Regions from separate parts of the Zea mays genome. Here all the other regions are linked to region 1. Evidence: chromatin contacts called from public Hi-C data. All regions are on one chromosome and are shown on one strand. Each heading gives the region's core, a stretch centred on a gene start, on an enhancer-like site or on the middle of the called end of the contact. The rest is flanking DNA. Distances are from core to core; before and after follow the strand shown.

Region 1 (3,128 bases), core at 386-2,885:
AAAATCAACTCAAAGATTCGAGGCTTATGGGGGACAGATATCCCCCGGGTCCACTAGAAGACGAAAACCCTTGTGTGGGGCCGCAAACCAGTCACCCGCAAGGTCGTCTCATCGTGGGCCGGGCAAAGACTACAGTTGAAATGGGCCGACCCAAGAAGGTGATGGGCTCGCGCCCGGATTGTCTGTGGATTATAAGTAATCTTGAGGGAGTCGTCCGTCTTTCCCGCGCCCGACGCCCTCAAACGCCGGAGATAGACCGGGACGAAGCCATCGGGTTTTCCTTAAGATAAGTAAAGTTTGTTTGTTATTTGCTAGGAGATAAGCTAGAAGAGTGTGATCAGCGTGTGCATAGGGAGTGCCCCGCGGTCGTGTATATAAGGCCTAGGGGAACCCCATCATTTTCATCTCATTAGCACCTCTCCATTCAGGAAACGCCACTTGTAAACACACCACACATACAAAAGTCACCCTAGAAAGTAGGGTATTACACCTCTCAAAGCGGCCCGAACCTGTAGAAAATCGCCCGACTCTCTCTCATGCTTTTGGCATGAACCATCGAGCTACAATCTGCGACATCGTCCTACCCAAAAGCATCACGAGGGTACCCCCGGTTGTGCGGTCGGACACTAGACACCGACAGGAAGATTTGGCGCAATCGCAGCAGGTGGTGGATAGACTCACGTAAGTACTCTGATATGTACATGGATATCTCCTCAGTTGGCTATATAAGAATGAGGGGGCACCCCTACAAAAAGGTTAGCCCCGCTAGACTGGTACCTTCAGCAATTACATGTAAACCCTCGAACTTAGAGCAATACAACTCCCAGAAAAAACCATAGGGCGTAGGGTATTACGCCCAATAGAAGCCCAAACCTGTATAACTCGTTGTGTTTCGTCGTGCCCTGCACGAACCATCGAGCTACGATCGACATCGCCGCCCTTTTAAAAGCACTGCGTGATACGCCCCGTAGTGTGCCGTCGGTAGTAAACACCGACGGGGGCGTGCCATCATATGGATAACAAGCCTTGGTATACACCTAGTTTACTCTATTTTCTGGTTTTGAATTAAGTTTAGCACAAGCCATACTATAGATACTAATGGGTTATTGATAAGAACCAAGTGCTCATATCCCTATGCACTTCAAACAAACCTAGCCACAAGACAAGGAGCTTCTCACAAAATAGAGATACTTTTTACTATGTCGGCGATGATAAAAATATCTACTATTATCTCAGATCATAAATAAATATATGACGTCGTTATTTTTTTTAAAAAAACTTTAACCACTCATCTTATTCAAAATATTATTAAAAATATAAAAGTTTAAATCGTGATCTCGAGTGATAAAATAAATCATGACAAATAAATAATAACTCACGATTTTTTAATATAAGATGAGTGATTAAAGTTTTTGAAAAGAAAGCCAGCACCGCGGTATATATTTATAAAAAGAGGGAGTATCATGCGATAATATAAATATACCTGTGTAATAAATAAAAGAGAAAAAAACGAAAGAGAGAAACGGCCGGAGCTAGACGGACCCAAACAAACAATCGGCCCGCAGCACGCTACCACGACTGATCAATGACCCAATAACCCAAGGTCAACTCCGTAGGGATACCCTGGCTGTGCCTGGTGCCTGCCCGCCGCCGCCGTCCTGCCCACCCGCCCACCTGCACGCACCCAGATGCCACCTGCCGCTGCCGGCCGCCACTGCTGCCGGCGGCCACGTCCGCGGCGCTGACCACCGCCCGCCTCGCCATGCCCCGCATCCTCCTCGCCCAGTTCTCCCGCCGCCGGCTCCACGCTCACCTCTCGCGTCCCCTCGCCATTCTCTCGAACGCCTTCTCGGCGTCCGCCGCCTCGTCTCGGCCGCGCCCGCCGCCGCTCCCGCCACTCTCTCCGCTGCTCCCAGCGCGCCCCGAGGACGCGCGCCTCGTAGCCGCGTCCTCGTCCGCCATCGCCGCCGCCTTCCACGACTGGTTCCACGAGTCCCGCAACTCCGCTTCTGCGCCGACACCGCCCAAGGCGCTCGACGCGATCTACGAGGCGCTCGCGTCCGATGAGACGGCCCCGCTAGAGGCGCTCCCGCTCTCGGAGACGCTCGTCCTCGCCGTGCTCCGCCACCATCCGAGGGGGTTCCACAACGACGCCGCCCTGCTGCTGCTCCGCCTCAAGTTCTTCGACTGGTCGGGCCGTCACCGGCGCTACCACCACACGCGGGCCGTCTACCACACCGTCTTCCGCCTCCTTAGATGCGCGCGCCGCAATGCCGTCCTTCTCGATTGGCTCCACCGCTTCTTCGACACCTCCGCGAGAGGCGGCCACCTGCGTTTCCACGACACGCTCATCATCGGCTATGCCATCGCGGGCGACCCGCAGCGCGGGCTCAACATCTTCGGCCGCATGCGCTTCCACGGCCTCGACCCCGACCCCGTCTCTTCACGTATCCTCCTCAACTCCCTGGTCGATGCGTCGATGCACGATCTTGCCGAGTCCTTCGCCCACAACCTTGCCCCCAGCCCCGTCGCTACAAGCATATGCATCAAGAGCCTCTGTCGTCGCGCCCGCCTCGACGATGCCGTTGCTCTCCTCGACACCATGCCGTTTGCTGATGCATCCCGTGGCCCGGCGGCTGGCTGCATCCTCACCGAGTTCTGCCGCCGTGGACGTTTTGCGGAGGCAAGCGAGCTCGTTAGTAAGTTTCCATCCAGTGATGTGTATGGTGCGTGGATCAATGGACTCTTTGGTGCTGGCGAGCTTGATGCTACGATGAAGTTCCTCTCTGATAAGAAGGAAAGTGAAGGCTACATCCTTGATGGGCGGCGGTGTGACAGCCTTATTTATCGCTTGCTTGTCAGGAACAGACTTGGCGAAGTGTATGACTTGCTTGTTCAAATGATGGAGGAGGGCATTGCTCCTGGCATACGCACCATGAATGCTGCGCTTTGCTTCTTTTGCAAGGCTGGTCTTGTTGAAGTAGCCATGGATTTGTATAGGTCGAGAGTGGAGCTCGGGATCAACCCAAACAAAGATGTCTACCATAATCTGATCAAGGCACTGTGCCATGGTGGGGAGACAGAGGAAGCATGCCTGGTATTTGAGGAAACTATGGAAGGAGGGTACT
Region 2 (3,082 bases), core at 7-2,506, 800 kb before region 1:
GGGTTGAAGCAAAGCGATAGACAGCTGAGATATGCCTTGCAGGTTGGCAAAGCTTGCCCAAGCAAGCCCATGGAAATCAAAGACAAATCCATGTCTACCTTGGACAACACTTCACTTGATAAATTCTACCATTGGTCTTGATCAATTATTCCTATTCGGTTAGAAGGAATTACGAGATTAAAATGATTCGTATTATAGAACAAAGAATGACTAGTTGACCTTTTTTATACTCCTTCCGTTACAATTTATAATTCATTTGACTTTTTTGAACCTTTGTTTAAAGTATGTAAATAAAAGGAAAAAAAATAGTAGAACTTTTATGCTAGGTTTAAGAAAATTAAGTAGATGGCTAATTAACAGTAGCCCCAGGTAAAAATGTTGAACACCATAGTTCACCAAATTAAGTAGAGATTAACCATTGATTCCGCCCATTCTTTTAGAAAAATGAAAAAGGACATAAAAATATAAAAACATCAAGCAACCCTATTTTTTTAGAATTCTTAAGTGGTGTTGCTCTAGAAAATGTAAAGAGTCCTATTTCAGCAAGGAAATATAGTGCCACCTACTCCATGAGAGAAATAAAGAAAACTTTAGAAGAACGACTTGTTTTATTCAAAAAAATTAAAAAATAATTTCAAAGGCATACATAAAGTATATTATATGGTAAACAATATTATAGCAACGGTTCATAATAATTATAATTTTTTTAAATAAGACGAGTTAGTTAAATTTAGGGCAAAAAGGTCAAACGAATTATAAATTGGAACGTAGAAATAGTACACTCATATGTGTCGCAACTCGCATGTGCATATCAACTAGAAGAGGTGGGCCTAGGATTAGGGTTCGGTCCAGCAGCCCAAGTAACATTTAGCACCATATAGTAATTTCAGCAATGGCCCATGGTTATAATAACTAAGATGGAGGCACATAACGGAAGTATGTAGGTTCATCGGGCTATGACACACATTTTCAATTTGTGCATTCTCTTTGTATCTACTCTATGGCCATTTTTAGCATTGCCAATTCATAATTTAGCCCCCTTTTGATCTCTAGAGGATTGTAAAAAAAGTATGAGAAGTTGCTGCCTTTTGATTTTGCTCGGACCTATTCCTACCGGTCGTGGCAAAACGGAGCGCCAGCGGGTTTTTTTTTCCTTGCACGAAATTCGCATCGAAATGCCAAAACGCAGAACAATGAACACTGCACCTGCACGACACAGGATGGGATGGAATGGAAGGGACTGTGATGAAATATCGCGATGAAGCAGGGGTGTAGCCACGATTCCTTCCGTTCCATCTCCACCGGCTAAACTGCCCTCGCCTCCGATCGAACAGACGTTCCTCCTCCGTCGCCGCCGCGGCCGTTTGATCCTCCTTGCGAGTCCGAACCTCCCCACGACGGCACGCGGCCGGATCCAGATCGGGAGTACTCCCCACTCCCCGCGCTTCTCCTTCGCATCACAAGCGGCCCCGGCCCCAGACCCCTAGCCGGATCGGATCTCGCGCGGCGCCGTGCCGGAGATGATGTCGTCGTCGTCGGACGCGGCAGCGGCGCTGGAGCTGCAGGAGTCCGGGTGGGAGGAGCTGCGGCGGGAGGCGCGCAAGCTGGAGGGCGACCTCGACGTGAAGCTCTCCTCCTACGCGCGCCTCGCCGCGCGCTCCTCCTCCTCCGCCTCGGGCGCCGCCTCCCCCACCGCCGACCGCTCCTCCTGGAAGTCCATGGAGTTCGAGATCCAGTCGCTGCTCGGCAAGCTGCAGGACGTCAACGACGCCATGAGCCGCTGCGCCGCCTCCAGCGCCACCACCACCTCCGTCTCCCAGAAGCTCGCGCGCCACCGCGACATCCTCCACGAGTTCACGCAGGTCCACTCCTCCGCTCCGCTCCTCGCAGTCTCCTTTCGTTGATCCACCGGTTAGTAATCGCTCCAAGCATGGAAGCAGGAGTTCAGGCGGACGAGGGGGAACCTGAGCTCCATGAGGGAGCACGCCGATCTACTCAACTCCGTCCGAGACGACATCACCGAGTCCAGGGTTCGTTTCTTCCCAGGAACTCTTCCACTGCTGCTGCTTTGTACGTGCCGTTTCTATTGTCGTGTGCATTGTGCCCATCTTAACACTCTCTTCTGTCGAAATCCTGGCCAGGCCTCCGGTGGCATGTCGCCAAGAGTGCATTTGCTCAGGGAACGAGCTTCCATTCATGGCAGCATCAACCAGGTATTCCTGGAGTTAGACAGGCTTACATTGTTGTCCATTATAGTTTCAAACAGTATACCACAGTTGCTTAGCTTTGCCTGGGAAGAATCTAGTTTAAGAAACTGAATGTTCATCCTAAGCTGATACCAATGGTGCCATGTGCCAAACTGTGATAAGAAACTTGTGGAAGCAAATGTATCTTTCATTAGCCACCGGCCACCGCCGCACCATATTGCCATTTGACTCTGCAATCGGGGGTGTAAAGGAATAGGTCGTCGCTAGGAACGTTTACAACGCAAGAATATTTGCACCGTGCCAGTGCCTGCCAATATACATTTGTGCAGAGCTCTACCCTTGGCGCCAAGGAGGTTACATTTTTTTACCTTGATTTCAGATTGATGAGGTAATTGGCCAAGCTCAAAGCACAAGAGTAGCTCTTAACAATCAGAGGGCCATGTTTGGAGACATTCAAGGGAAAGTGAAGCAGCTGGGTGAAAAGTTCCCGGTAATCAGAGGTCTTCTTGGTAATATATTGATCCCTTCTCTGCCGCCGCAGGCCGCAGCACTGATTTCTTGTCATGCTGGCATCGTATTGCTCACTGCTGTGTGACGCTACATCCATATATAATTATGCCTAATCCGCCCTTGCAGGTGCCATCAAGCGGAAGAAATCAAAGGACACCATAATCCTCTCGGCAGTGATCGCGGCCTGCACCATCTTCCTGATCATTTACTGGCTTTCGAAATGATGGGTCGCACCTGAGAGAAGCTCCCGATCTCCCTTGGCCCGGATTAGCTGGTTGATATCAGATAGCTGTATCGTCTGCCTCACCGAGAAAGATGGAACGAACGAGAGATCAGTTTCTTCAGCTTTTCATTGATTTTGTTCG
Region 3 (2,896 bases), core at 383-2,882, 900 kb after region 1:
AAAGTGATGAATGTCAAAATCCAAGCTAAATATGTTACTTAATTAAGTGAATTCCAAATCCTCTAAAATAAAAGGACCAAACGCCTCGTAAGTTGAATGTGGTATCATATACTTTTTTGGTGTGGCAAAGGAAAAATTAATGGCTCTATACTCCTTCGTGCAGGTTTAAACGTACAACTACGACCAGCGCCAGATCCAGGAATAGACTAAGGGAGGGGCTAATTTACTAGTGACCGACGGTGAAGACAAAAACAAGCTGGTAGGGACTTATGTTTCTCTCATTTTTTTCCTCTCTTCTCTTCTCCTCTAACCTCCACCTCTTTCTCCAACAGTGTGAGGGCTCATTTTTCTCTATTTTTCTTCTTCCTTCTTTCTCATCTATACTATACCTCTATAGCCAATGGAGTTTTATCAACATAGTAGGGGCCCCTTCATGTCCGCCAGACCGCCACTGACTACGATTCTATGATTCACGAAGACTTCACGCTTGCGCAATATTCGTTGGGCTGTTAGCTATTTCCACTAGCTTAGGTTCTATTTTGATTTGCCTAGTTTCTTATAAACTGATTTTTAAAAGTTAGAAGGCCTTTACACAGGTATAGTTTTTATTCAATTTCCAAAAACCTGTTTCCTGGTTTCTTAAAAATCAATAATCTGTTTAACCCTTACTAAAACCAGTTTTGGTTGGCTAATTACGTACTACCCTTAATGAGTTGGAAAATAATTACTAAACAATGCCACCGTCGCGAGCAACAACTCCACGCGCCCAGGCCTCCCCGTGTTCATCCGAGCAGCAATCCGGCCAACTCCACGCCCAGGCGTCCGGTCTACATCCAGGCGTGTTGTAACCGCCCAGGAGGCAACACTCACGCCAGGAATGGAAACGGGAAATTAGTGTCAGATATAAAAAATCATTATGCACATTAAAATAAACATATTTATATAACATCTAATCTCTTAACAATATAATTATTTATTTTTATTATTAACTATTATATAAAAAATATCACCATATATAAATTTAACGGGGTCTATATGAAAAATGGATGAGAAATGCTTTCTCGTACCCATTCTCGTTTATTGGTCTAGAGAGATTTTTTTTCTATTTATATCCCTGTGAGATAAAAAACTTTCCCGTTTCCTAATGAATTCCCGTAAAGAATTAGGAAACGAGATCTATTGCCATCTCTACTCGTGTCTCCTCGACTCCTCCACGCATCTCGTCATCTCGTGGGAGCGCCCAGGCCTCCGTTTCCTTCAGCGCGGCCGCAGATCGATCTGACCTGCGCTCTTGCTCATGCATTCCGCCAAGGATACAACGGTCATTGTCGAAGCTAGAGACCAAATTTTAAAAACTTTTGATTCAAACACTTTTGTGCAGTTTTTATCTAAAAGCCAGTTTCTAGAAATCAGGTATAGAAATCAGTTTTTTTTTTTAAAACCGAGGTAGATCCAAACAGAAACAGGCCCTTAGCCATCCCTGCTTGGTCCAAAAATTTTTTAAAAAAAGAGAAAAAGAAATCAAACCGAGCGCGTCGAGGTCAATGCAGGGCGGGACGGAGAAGGAGCAGGGAACAAGAGTACAAGACGAGCAACAGGACAATCCAACCAACCCTTTCCATTCCCAATCTTCCCGTCTCCAAGTCTCCGGTCTCGAATCCCTCCCTTCCAGAACAAGACACCTGACGCCGCCGCCCCCCCGCCGGCCGCACCCGTCCATACCATACCATACCATACCTCCGGCCGCTCGTCTCCTATCTCGTCACCTTCGCCCGGCGCTCAGATCTCCGCCGCGCCTCTGCCTGATCCCCCCACCCCCATTGGAGGGAGACACATCCCGCGTGGGCGCACGAGGTACGTACGCTCGCGCCTCTTCCGTCCTCTCGCGCGACCGCGGCGTCTAGGGTCGCCGATTCGCGTTCTGCTCTGCTCTGCTCTGCTCCTCGACTCTCGTCAGCAGTCGTCCCGCAGGGCGCTTCGACGGACCCATGCGCATGTATGTGTAGCTAACCCAGCAGCTGAAGGCTCTGGATTGGCGCTGCTGCATCATAGGTAGCGGGGGAATCGGGACAGTAATAACTGGGATATGGGTATCTGGAACCGTGGGGGTTTTGTGTGGTTCTAGATAAGATGGTGATGTGCTAGAGATACTTGGTTCGAGCAGATATACTGTTGGAATTCGATTCCCTCCTTTCCTGGTTCCATCCATATCCATCGATGCTGGCTGTGGCTGGGTTGAGGTCAGGCTCGCCTTGGTCACTGGTCCCCACAGTAGTAGCTAACTTTATTTTGTAGTGTGGCTGGCAAAATCTAGTGCACCGATCCTTATCAAAACTCAAAAGTATAAACAATAGTAATAGGCTCCCAACATGGGATTGAACCGTATATTACTGCTTTACCTGTCAGCCCCAGCAAAGCAGACGGAACAGTCAGACATCAAATCTTTTAAAACCAAGTAACACAAAACCGACCGTTCGAACCTAATGGCTTCGCTATCAAGTATGTTGGTTCATTTTACCGAGTAAAGGTTGAAATATCAAGCTAAGCAAAAGCACCCATGCTCTGATTAACATATACATGACTTATCATCTCCATATTCTGAGACTGATATTATCCCTGATGAGTGATGACCCAACCAAACTTTAGGTTTCAGCTAGCTAGCCATACTTAAAATCATTGTGATAGATTATGTGCATGAGGGCATTTTATTCTAATTGGCTTGATTTTTATGTGGTATTGATTTATTTTTAACATGTAGTTTATCAGTTTTAACCTTTCAGCACATCCTACTTATTGGTACACGACTTACCTACCACATATTATCTTGCAGGACCTGGTTTTTTTATCAAATGCTTGACAAAATGCTTGCTTGGTGATGTCTGGCTATGATTTGGGT
Region 4 (2,834 bases), core at 292-2,791, 740 kb before region 1:
ATAAAAATCTTGAATTTTTTTGATGGATAGTTTACGTGGATATTGTTGTAAGCCGTCGCAACACGAGCAACCGACTAGTAGTGTTTTAAATTCCACTCTATAAAAAAAATACATGGTACAATAAAAAATAGTGTTTTAAATAAAATTGCTAGACACGGTATAAGGTCATAGGAGCCAAGAACCATGAACTTTCTTAGCACTGGTAGTCTGTTTTGACATATTTATGGATACGATTATTACATGAAGAGAAGAAAAATTTATTTTTGACTTATATAGACAACAATCCACTGGGGAAACAGAACCATGGTCTACTTAGCAACAATATTTTTTTTTAAATTATGGTTTTACAATATTTTATAATCTACAATTATCTTAACAATATCATAGTTTTGGTTAGCTCAAATAAACTATGGTTTTGAAAAACATTATTTGGATAAACATTATAAACTATGGTATTTAGGCAAAAGCTAGCCATGTCATAAAAAAATTGTGTTGGCTCCAAAAATATTATAGAATTTAGAATAACATGATTTTGAAATCATAATTTCCTTTTAGAAAAGGAACCGAACGCCTAAAATGCTCTAATATTACTTTAAACCACGGTATCACCTAGAAACTAAAAATACTTTACTCTCAAGCATGCCCTTTATTCATCGAATCAACGAGACAAAAAATTACCGCAAATGCTTATTTGCGTGACGTTACATTAATTGGGCTGCTATATATGTGTATGAAGCAGTCGACGAAACTATACATCGTCGGTCATCAAATTGGTAGGTATACCCATGCATGCATGCATCAAATCGTCATCGCATCCCATGCATGCATGTATGATGTATCAGTGATTCAGTGTCACGCAAGCAGGCAGAAGACGACGACCGGCGGGCGTGCTCTGCGTTCAGGAAGGAGGAGGGGTGCAGGACCTCCTGCAGTTCTCGCTGAGCAGAGGCTGCTTCTCCTTGGCGCAGGTGGTGTTGCAGGCCTTGGTGACCTCAGCCGCCTTGACCACGTAGTCCTTGTCGCACGCCTCTTGGCACACCTTCATCTGCGGCGCGGTGATGCCCTTCTGCTCGGTGCACTTGCCCTTGCACTGGATCCGGCCGTACAGCACCAGGTTGGAGCGCTGTGAGAGGTCGCAGGACTCCTTGCACACCACCAGGTCCATCCCCTTCCTGCCCTCGCACAGCGTCGAGCAGAAGTTGTCCTGCACCTTCTTCTCCTCGGCGGCGGCGGCGGCGACTCTCTTCTTCTTTGCCTCTGCTATCAGCGGGGCACAAACTAGCGTCAGGGCTAGCACGAAGAGAACGGCTGACGATGATGCCACTTTCTTCATCTTTATTTATCTCTCGATCGCTCTCGGCGATTGTTGATGGATCGGAGAAGATGATGATAGGTTTAATTTGCTTGTGGAACTAACATGATCGTTGTTGGTTATATATACACAGTAGGATGTCACGAAAAGGAGATGATAGGTGTATGGCCATGAGAGTTTCCCTCCCGATCGTACCTCTCTCTTCGTGCAGTGGTACGCTTCTAACTAATACTCTAATAGCATGCATACATGTCCATATATAGATGCATGCATTTACTAGCTACCCACTATAATTGGTGAGAGAACACGAGGCCCGAAAGCCCAGCACGAGCATGATCTGGTCCAATGCCCAACAGAGATTTAACTAGTACTCCTATCTTATCGTAGTTGTACATGGATCATGTCTTAGATGTGGATTTTAATGACAAAGTATGATACGCCATAGTGACATGTATAGGTGTATATGACATCGAGCATGTTGTAGCATGTAGTCGCTAGATACGTGTGAACTTATAGTGCTCGTGGGTATACCTATAGCATTAGATATGGATACAGTGTCACCTTTTGGCCATAGCATCACCCCTCACAATAAACGTGATGGATGTGAGCCTTATCTTAGTCGCCAAAGCCACATGCGAGCAACTTGGTTGGGGGCACACATGGTACTGAGGCCGCACCGCTCAAAGGTCATCCTGCTTGTAGGATGTTCTAAGGAGAACCAGGGCTCCCGCGTAAAGCCCCTGCTCATAGGGCCTCGAGGCTAGCATAGCCAACACGAGGTTTGGCTTTGATAGAACAAGACTGTCGTGTTTGTGGAGGATACTTTATGTTTCAATCACCTTGACCATCAACAAAAACATTAGACAATAGCCATGTTGCACGAATCTTGAATTACAAGGGCCGTGCAACACTTCGGGTGCTATGCGAGTCAATTGTAAGAAAGGGAGAGAAGAACACCTTAAATCATGAGTCTTCTTTTTCCTTCACAATACACAATCTGTCGCACTCACGAAATAGTATTCTCTCTCTCTCTCTCTCTCCCATATCTGCCTCCAACCAACTGTAGTCATCCCATCTTGCTAATCCGTCACGACGCCATGACAACTATCCCATTCATTGGAGTCAGTTTTGAGCGTGGAGATCCTTAACCAAGAGAGGATGGACAAGGTTCAGTGGCTTCTTGAGTGGATCACACCAACAACGCTGATAATGTGCGACCACACATGCCTCGAGAGAGCATGTGGGAGTACAACTTATTCTACTTCTTTTTGCGATGATGGGGATGAACTTTCTATTGTCCTGATGCTTTCTCTAGAATTTGGAATTCTATGGCCTCTAAGTTGGCACCTCGTTAGTTTGGCAGCCGGACAGTCCGCGTGCACATATTCAATTAGGAGTAGGAGTAATCTAGCCTTAGGTTTAGATCTAGTTTAGTCTTCCACAACAATCTCTGTTCGACTCGATACTAATTAGAGACTCACAGGGTGGCCTGCTGACATAGAGCAACGCCTTGGAACTCTCC

The links. A called contact is a pair of places that touch in the nucleus more often than the background predicts.
Region 2: a Hi-C map of tassel shows a contact between it and region 1, with 9 times the contacts expected there. The contact joins the promoter of LOC100284783 here to the promoter of LOC100381630 in region 1. A contact is called at or near these places in 16 of 25 Hi-C or Micro-C datasets (bundle sheath, ear, endosperm and 6 more) and 2 of 3 datasets of contacts at active chromatin or transcription factors (leaf and seedling).
Region 3: a Hi-C map of ear shows a contact between it and region 1, with 2.3 times the contacts expected there. The contact joins the promoter of LOC100285184 here to the promoter of LOC100381630 in region 1. A contact is called at or near these places in 2 of 25 Hi-C or Micro-C datasets (ear and tassel).
Region 4: a contact with region 1 is called in a Hi-C map of ear, with 4 times the contacts expected there. The contact joins the promoter of LOC100276692 here to the promoter of LOC100381630 in region 1. A contact is called at or near these places in 2 of 25 Hi-C or Micro-C datasets (ear and tassel).

Annotation. Positions count from the first base shown.
Region 1 is chr5:76,059,427-76,062,554 of Zm-B73-REFERENCE-NAM-5.0, forward strand. LOC100381630 reads left to right here and starts at 1,636. Exons shown (of 2, transcript NM_001361460.1): 1 at 1,636-3,128. The coding sequence starts at 1,763.
Region 2 is chr5:75,255,778-75,258,859 of Zm-B73-REFERENCE-NAM-5.0, forward strand. It overlaps LOC100284783 (golgi SNARE 12 protein), which reads left to right and starts at 1,257. Exons shown (of 5, transcript NM_001157678.1): 1 at 1,257-1,862; 2 at 1,941-2,030; 3 at 2,142-2,213; 4 at 2,587-2,716; 5 at 2,844-3,082. The coding sequence starts at 1,521. The coding sequence ends at 2,941.
Region 3 is chr5:76,956,792-76,959,687 of Zm-B73-REFERENCE-NAM-5.0, forward strand. It overlaps LOC100285184 (zinc finger, C3HC4 type family protein), which reads left to right and starts at 1,633. Exons shown (of 8, transcript NM_001158078.2): 1 at 1,633-1,854; 2 at 2,831-2,896. The coding sequence starts at 2,886.
Region 4 is chr5:75,320,717-75,323,550 of Zm-B73-REFERENCE-NAM-5.0, forward strand. It overlaps LOC100276692, which reads right to left and starts at 1,542. Exons shown (of 1, transcript NM_001150419.2): 1 at 516-1,542. The coding sequence starts at 1,333. The coding sequence ends at 899.